Regions from separate parts of the Danio rerio genome. Here region 2 is linked to region 1. The links are chromatin contacts, called in public Micro-C maps. All regions are on one chromosome and are shown on one strand. Each heading gives the region's core, a stretch centred on a gene start, on an enhancer-like site or on the middle of the called end of the contact. The rest is flanking DNA. Distances are from core to core; before and after follow the strand shown. Region 1 holds the start of anp32a (acidic (leucine-rich) nuclear phosphoprotein 32 family, member A). Region 2 holds the start of tle3b (TLE family member 3, transcriptional corepressor b).

Evidence for each region. A called contact is a pair of places that touch in the nucleus more often than the background predicts.
Region 2: a contact with region 1 is called in a Micro-C map of caudal fin, with 4 times the contacts expected there. The contact joins the promoter of tle3b here to the promoter of anp32a in region 1. A contact is called at or near these places in 2 of 18 Hi-C or Micro-C datasets (caudal fin and an unstated tissue) and 1 of 4 datasets of contacts at active chromatin or transcription factors (embryo).

What each region holds. Positions count from the first base shown.
Region 1 is chr7:33,400,096-33,404,358 of GRCz12tu, forward strand. anp32a (acidic (leucine-rich) nuclear phosphoprotein 32 family, member A) reads right to left here and starts at 2,287. Exons shown (of 7, transcript NM_199986.1): 1 at 2,147-2,287; 2 at 1-21. The coding sequence starts at 2,200.
Region 2 is chr7:33,738,264-33,742,526 of GRCz12tu, forward strand. It overlaps tle3b (TLE family member 3, transcriptional corepressor b), which reads right to left and starts at 2,166. Exons shown (of 20, transcript NM_131780.1): 1 at 2,092-2,166; 2 at 1,316-1,416; 3 at 993-1,056. The coding sequence starts at 2,115.

The DNA of each region.
Region 1 (4,263 bases), core at 1,037-3,536:
GTCGAGCACAAGCTCTTTCACCTGTTCAAGGGCACATGAGAAGAAAAGGATATTAAAATGTTATGATTAATTAATAAAGCATTTGTTAGTCTGTACCTGCAACTTCAAAACAATTAGATGAACGAGGTGGTTAAATCAGCTGTTTGTAACTTCTTCAGTTTGCTTCTAATGTTATTGTTTACCACCAAAAAGCTAACCATATTAAAACTCACATAAAAAGGCACATTTTCATTTACTGTCTACATAATAATCAGCAATTACAGTGTCCTCTAAGTATGTTTTAGTCGATTATTTTATTGATTCCCACGTAGGAAATGTCATTTAAAATACACATTAGTGTAAAAGAAATTTCGTTTAAATGGTTTATAATTCTCAGAAATTACTTTTATATGGCATACAACACATTCATCCTCGAAGATAATTGGCTAAAGATAGAAAAAAACTGAGCACAATAAACACGCCACGACCGAGTCGGGCGCCATTCAGTTGTTAAGTTTACTTCAGCATGCGGTCTACAGTAACAGATAGGGGTGCGTGTTTGGGTGCTTTGACAAAACCTCACATTTGACTCTCCATCCAACAAAATGGCTGACTCCGCAACAAGCGGCGTACATTGTTTTCTCATTGGGAGAACATTTTACTATAGTGCGTGCTGGAACAGCAAAGCGAAGACGCGTAAACGATAGCCTGGGTGTTACACAAATGCATTACATTGTCTTGGAAGAGCGAAGACACGAGGACGGACCCAAGAATTCACGAGTAGGAGGGGCAGAGAGGCGCATGATAATGCAACGGACTCGCTCTTTAAGCGAAAGGTATTGACTTTCACGGAATAAAAATTAAATGTCCCGGCTTTAAACGGGCTCGGCTCTCGGTATTCAGCGCCTCTGCTCGGTTCAAAGCACGGAGACGAAGGCGGCGACGATTCTCTGCTCGATTAAATATCGTGCGTCTTTGTTGCTGGTTAAAATGGCGGCTTGTCCTAGATCTTGCAACTAGAGCAGCGCAGCTTCAAGTTGCGTAGCGCTCACATAAGCGCCCAGTCTGTCAATAACAAGCCGAGCCACACGGCTAAAAATCTCTTTATCCAGCCAGTGGAGACGCACAGAAGTGGCCAGAACACGGTTATGACATTTTAATTACGAGTTCTATTACAGCGTATTGGGGTATGCGTAATGGGGCAATGACGGGGTCCCTGATTATTGTTGCTCTGAATTCATCAGAGAACGTGGTTACACTTCAGATATCGTAAGATAAACACGGAGGACACAAGTGAAAGAGGGAATACCGATTTGGGTTTTGCATTCTGGCAATGTCGTCGACATATGCAGTTTTAAATAGGCTTGGGAACCTTTACGCAACAAGATACACTCTGACACGATTCTTTCTATAGCCAACAACAAATGTGTTCATATGTTTTTACAGTCATAACCAAACCAAATACGCGATGATTAGCAACGTGCCGAAAGCCCACGGAAAGATCCCGCCTAAGTATTTACACAACTTTCTTTGATTGAGAAACGAAAATGTTTTCCATTCCGGCTCAAATCCGTCAATAAAAGCCGTTTGCTGGAGAGATGCCACCAAATTTAGTTGACCGATCGGGTTATCGCGAGCTATCTGTCAAATCGTCTGCACAGCAATCCACAAAATGCGTCCCACAACAAGTTACCGAACTGGCCAACGACCACTGTGACTGGCAAGTATGAATGTTGAATTGAAAATGGATGTGCGAAAGTGTGAGAGAGGCATGAACTGACGGCGGGCGACTTTTGCAGCACTGAGGATGCAAAGGAAAAGGGCGCGTTCAGGGGCTACAAAGTTACAAATATGGCTTCTCACGCCGCTTCCCTTGTTTATACACTGAATGCATGCAGCTCTTGCAGTCTCAGACCACAGCATCACCAAAAGGTCTCGCGAAAGTTGGGGAAATTCGTCGGGAAAACTGGTAAACTTATGGGCCGCGTGAAGGTAGACTGAGATAACAACATCCAAGGCTCTAGGCTCGCAACAAAGTCGCCGCAAACTTTTCATTCAAGACATCAACTTGACGCGTGCACATCTAGTGTTGTCCATCCACGCAGAACTACTCTAACCAACAGTTTTAATAAAATCATATCACTCAGCAATTAATAAAGATGCTTACGTCTGACGGCGTCCGGTTCCGCAACTCCAGGTGAATTCTCTTTTTCATATCCATCTCTGTGAACTCTAAATGAGTGATTTAAACCAAAGAGCGCAGTTAGACTTGGAGTCTTTGCTGCACATTCAGCTATAGCCTCTTAACAAACTAGCTATTGCGAGTCTCACAAACATGATGCCTCAGAAGGTGGGAGTTGGGTGTGGGATTGTCGTCACCAGCGACCAATTAGAAACGCGCAACGGAATGTGAAAACACTCACAACTGAGCTGACGGCCAATCAGCGGCCGATTACAAACTGGGTGGGGTTACAGGAACAGTTAGGTTGATCCTGCGAATCTGTTTTAGGGTGACATCTATGCGATAAAATCAACCGAACTGGCGAAGGCGCCAGATACTAAATAGAGGTTATGGTAGTTGCTTTAGTTTTGAGTGGGGTTATGTACGCTAAGTTGAAGATAAACGAGTTATTTGTCTACCAAGGCGCTTTGAAATTAATAAAATTAAACGCAATGAAGCCCGCAAGGATCGTGTGAACGAGGGTGGTAAACATAAATATTTAGTCAGAGTGCTGCTTTCTGTTTTGAAGCATATAATTTCCTATCAGGTAAGTGCAGTCAGTCACTTTGGACTGATGGATGGTAGACCGTCAGGAAAACACGACCCCTCCCCCTTTTGGAGGGAATGCACGGTGGCGACCACTGACACTATCTGCGCTAAAATCTTCAATACTTATATTCTAGTTTACAGTGAACACAAAGTACGACACTGCGTGTAAGCATGAGTGTGATTGAAGCAGTGGCCGTTTTTGTCCCCGCTTAGATAAATGCTGATATGTAAACAACATGATGGTTTTAACATATGGATCATAATTAGTGAAAGCGAACAAAGTGACTGTTGCATAACAGTATGAGACGTACAGATTGTAACATCCCGACATCTCTAACGCTGTAAGTGGTGATATGACATGAATCGACGTAGTTTAATTATTACATCCGAGCCCAGCTATACGGCAGAGCCCATAAGTTACCAGTCTTATTAAAAACAAGTTTGTCACATGCACTTGACTGCCACATCGCACACTCCAACCACGAGCCCACGCTTTTTCCTACAGTTCAAACCGGCCAATCGTATTTCAGGGGGAGCATTCACTTCCGCTTCTCGCTTTGACTATTGTTGGTATTGAGGGGGAAAAAAACAAGGTCACCTGACTGTTCCCGGCGCCATCTTAATTCGCAAAATACAACACATTCAAATAATTATAATACCATTTATTGACTTTTAAAACGAACAAAAAGCAGCAGACTTTACCTATATTTGATGTCATGTCTGTGTGTCGCTCCGCTACCCCTTAGAAACAACTGTAGAGCAACTGCTTGGCGCATGATTGTTTTCACAAGTGCACCGGCTGGGTTGTTTGTTGAGAGAGCGCATTTCACTGGCGAATTTGTCGTTTTACAACGTTATTTCGAAATCACTTCACACCAGGACATTTTGCCCTTGAAGACAACAGAAAAAAAAATCTTCTTCTCTCGATCTGGCCACTGACTCCAACCCGCGCAAGCGGGCTGCTCTCAAGCCCTTTTGATTGTACTTGCGCATTAGTTGAGACCATTTTTCCTCTGGGTGTGTCTCACTCGTTGTCTGAACGCCCTTGCTAGCAGTACTGCATCAACTGTGTGTGTCAGTGTGTGTGTGTGTGGATTGCATTGCAGAGTGCGTGCACGATGTGCGCAGAGCCAAATCGCATTCGCACGCTTTGTGGCACACACGCACTCCTTTTCACACCACCGACGGCTAACTTTCGTGCGTGAAAGGCGAGGAACGTCACCAGGACAAAGCGTAGAAGATTAGCAAACGTGCACGAACATGTTTGGTCATGCGAGTCAGAAATGAACGTTCAAGAAACTAGTTTTTGCGGGGTAGACTTCACTGGTTTGAGAAATGTCCATGGGGATCGCGGATATCATGTGACACTCGCCGAGAAGCTTTAGATAGTTGCGTTAAAAAGCTATTTGGAGAAATGTGTGCTTATTTTAACTGGACAGTTGCATTGATTAAAAAAGATCAGTTCGTGACGTGTTCAGTCGTCAGCCTTGACATTCAGCCTCTTCAAAACAATG
Region 2 (4,263 bases), core at 916-3,415, 340 kb after region 1:
CTTAATTTTTTTTTGTTTAACAGTGTATAAAAACGTTCCTAGTGAAAAGTTCCCTCATAGTTATCGGTCAGCAGCAGATAACAGCTTTACTTTAAACTCAAAATTACTGATCAGACTAAGTTCATTCAAACAGCCAGATTGCAAACATTTTTTTTTCTTAGAGCACGTCTGTGTATTTTATTTAGTTTATCTGGTAGTGGCCTTTTACCACTCAGCATTCCTCCGAAAAATAATATTTAACAGAGGTGCGGGCATGTTGAGTCAATATCTACTACACGTTCAAATAAGATAAGAGAGAGTAGAGCTCAGTTAACACTGTTCAACCTGTGCACTATTACATCATATCCTGGCGGAATTCAATTTCCACTCACTGCACTTCTAATAAGAGACAAACTAATATTAGTGCAATTCTTGAATTGCGCACAAAGGTCAATATTGAGTGAGGCTGCAATCATCCTGAAGGTTGATAACATTTCAGTTAGGTCATGTCTCTAGGTAATGCAAGACAAAAACAACTGTACATGTGCAAGAGTGTTGTTTTATTTTATTGGTTAGCAGAGATCACAAACAGCCCAATGAATATTCTTGTTTACATTTACTGAACGACATTACATTTCGTATTCTTATTTATTTTCTTGTATTGAACAAATTTAGTCAGAGAGCACTCTTGAAATGCTAAACTTGATTATCAAACTGAATTTGGCTACCTTTTCTTTCACTTAGACACTCAGCCCCTTAGGTCAAAGCGAACGGAACAAGCAGCAACACCTTGCCCAAAACACCCTCCAGGCATTTTACAACAAATAAAAACACCCACACTCCCCAACACTGATCCTTTAGTGCAATCAATGCAAACACCAACACAATAAATAGGGGTAGTGGACACTAAACATTAGCTCAGATAGCTGGCTGGTGGCCCTATTGATGTTTTCAAGGAACAAAAGATCAGCAGATTAAAAAAAAAAAAAAAAAAAAAAAAAACAAGCTCTTACCATAACATAATGCCTCTGCATCTCAGTCTTCTCATTGGCCAGTTTGTCGTACTCCACTTTAAGACTGTTAAGAGAGAGAAAGATCCAGAATGACTTCTTAGTGAATGCCAAAGCCACAGATCACATGCAACGTATTGGCTCACATCACAAACTACTGCTGATTTTACACGGATTTCCATGAAACCCCAAACATTAAAGCACTTTTCATATAGTGAAATGAAGGCACTATACTTGTAGTTCCTATGAACTCGAGGTTAATTTACACAAACCCTATTCTGATAAACACATGACACGCATACAGCTCAGCGAGCAGAGATATTTACCTGTGGTACTGAGCTTGAAGGAACTGAAACTCGTCTTTGATTCTGTCACAAGATTCTGCTACAGTGAATTTGAAGCCCGGCTGGCCAGGCTGGTGAGGTGCCTGAAAAATAATATCAATCATTTATGTGAACTGCTGCAAAGAAAAAGCATTATTAATACAGCCTAGCCACTGATGCAATATGCCATTACACCAACATTCCGTGTTTTCGGAATGTCACTATAGCTTTGACTTCCTACCACCATAACCAAAACAACCAACGACCTTCTCCATTACTCCTTTCAGAGCAGTCCGTGGGTCTCAGGTTTTACTTTCGCTGAGTGTCTGAACAAGTCACGGGTGTCAATAACACATTTCATGCTTCCTGATTTTCAGGGAAATGATATTTCATCGGAGCTGAACTGCGGTTTGTCAGAAGTGCCCAGGCGCTCCCTCGAGCTCGGCCTGCCGGTGGTTTTGAGACTCTGGTGGGAAAAGCCTCACACACTGAGCAGCGGTCGGCGTGACACAGACGGGTCACTGCGTCTAAACAGCCCCGGAGGAAGAAATAATAATAATAAAAGCAAACTAGCAGCTGATTCTCCTCCTCAGTTCTTTCCCGTACACATTTCCACTTTAAACTCACATGAAAACCAACGATAGAAGCAAGTTCCGCCTCGTTTAGTTTGAGCAGAAATAAAGGGCACACCGCGCGGCACAATAGTGCGCGAGCCCAGCGCTCGAGGAGCGCGTCTGTCGAGGACACAAAGCATCAATATCATAATTTATGATACTCACCGGATGCCGGCCCTGCGGATACATCTTGAATGTATCCCTTCCGAGGAGAAGATCCAGGGGATGTGGCGCTCTTCAGTAATCCGAGTAGATGAGAGAGAGCCCGTCCGTCACCCCTCCCAGCACTCGCGGACACACAAAGCCCGGTCCGTCCACCCGATGCACGCGCTTCTCCCGCTCCTGATCCCCGGTTTAACCCCTTTATCCTTCACACAGGCGAGGAGCAAGACAAAAACACAGCGCGTTGGTTCATTATCTCCAATAAGAGTCAAGCGTTCAGCTGCGCGTGTGCTGTAAACACAGAATAGTTGTGTCGAGCGAGGCAAACACACATTTGCTGCTTGTCATCTGCTCTGCGAGCTGCGACTAACAAGCTGCTTATGAGTCTTCTCGCAATAACAAGATTACCTGACTGCTGTTTGCTTGAATGTAACCAGACAAGATTACAGAACAATGTCAGAAATACAGCAATAGAAACCCAATCAATTCCTGGATAAATGGGTCAAACAGACTCTTTCTTTAGCTTGGTCTGGGATAAATATTCACGGCAGCAGCTTTGTAAACTACAAAACAGGAACAAAGCATGAAGAGTGCTTAATTGCTAAATCGACTGACTAAATTACGAGTGGATTGTTGTGAAAGTTATCTTCCGCGTTACCTTCAGTCTCCATAAAATCCCTTTCCGCGAAGGTAAATGCAGCAATAATTCCTTGCACCGAGGAAACGTCGAAGTCCTCCACTCGTGACCTTATACGATCAGTATTAGGCGCTGGTTGGGAATCAATCCCAACCCTAGAAGAAAAAAGCAGCGCCTAACAATCGCTTCGAGATTGTTTTCCTCTGTTAAGACTTGCTTGAACACAGTTCTCAGGGTGTTGATAAATTCTCCCAATCCCTATTTGATTGCTTGTTTAAAAATGGTTTGATGGCGAAAAGTTTGCCTCGTACGAGCCAGCCGCTCGCAGTCGCTTTGCCTAGTTTCTCCAACACTCGCAGTACCACACACAGACTGCCCACTGACACGCGGGCTCAACTACCGCGAGAACAACCGAACACGACCAATCAAATCTCGAACAGGACTTCAACGCATCCGACCAATCAGATATTAGATCCCACGTGGGGCACGTCCGTTTTGCGCGCGCTGATTGGCCAATAAACACCTGACCTCATGTTCGCCATTTTGGCTCTAAATAGGTTGCTTTCCCCGTAGACAAACAACTTACATGAGCGACGATTGTTCGAAGTCTAGCCACCAACTGAAATCTCAAGAGATAGATTGTAGCCTCAGAAATACATATTACAAAAGAAACTGCCTGCAATTTTGCTTCTATTCGCTGATTTACGAACATATATCTGCGTTTTAAAGGGAACCCCAGTCGTATGGAATCTGTTTATAATTACTTGCTCTTTTTATGTTCCCATCATGTTTAAATGTCATGATTTCAACAAACTGCGAATTTGTCCGTGATTTAAAAAAATGTGAGCAACTTGAGTCTAAACATCCTTCAAATGTCCCCCTTTGTCCCTTTCAAGGGCGCCTAACGTGGATAACAAAATGAAGCGAGAGAGCACCCTCATTGCCAATGTATAGTTATGCTACCGATTTTGAATGTAACTCAAATTAACAGCATAATCTGTGAAATCAGCCCTCATTACTTGATTCACGCTGTCTGCTCAGCAACACCCTCCGTGCCCACGTCTGCGCCCGGAAAAAAAACTCAACCTATCATGTGTTGCTCAGACCCACGTGGGGCTCAGCGCCTCGTTCAGAGCATGCTGACCAATCAGAGCGCTGGCGAGCGTCTGATTGGCTTAGAGCGACACGGGTTGTCAGTTCGAGACCTAAGTTGTCAATCAAGCCCACGAGGGGTAGAGCGCTGACAAATGCCTGTGCCTCTCAGCCTCCCGCCTGCGAATAGTGCTTGGAATGGCTGCTTAATTAGCTTCGAATGGCTTTTCCTTCCAGCTCAAACAATCTGTCACTACCATGTGGTAAAAAGAGCCCTGCGTAAAACAAAAGAGGGAAAAGCTAGTAGGGGCTAAATATCAGTTTGATTTTTTTCTCTATGCAAGTCGCATTACCACAAAACAAAACATTTATTCCACTCAAAGGCTGGTTCAGCGTAGCCAACTGTTCCTGGCTTTATTTGTTTTCCCCAAATAGGAGTGTAATCA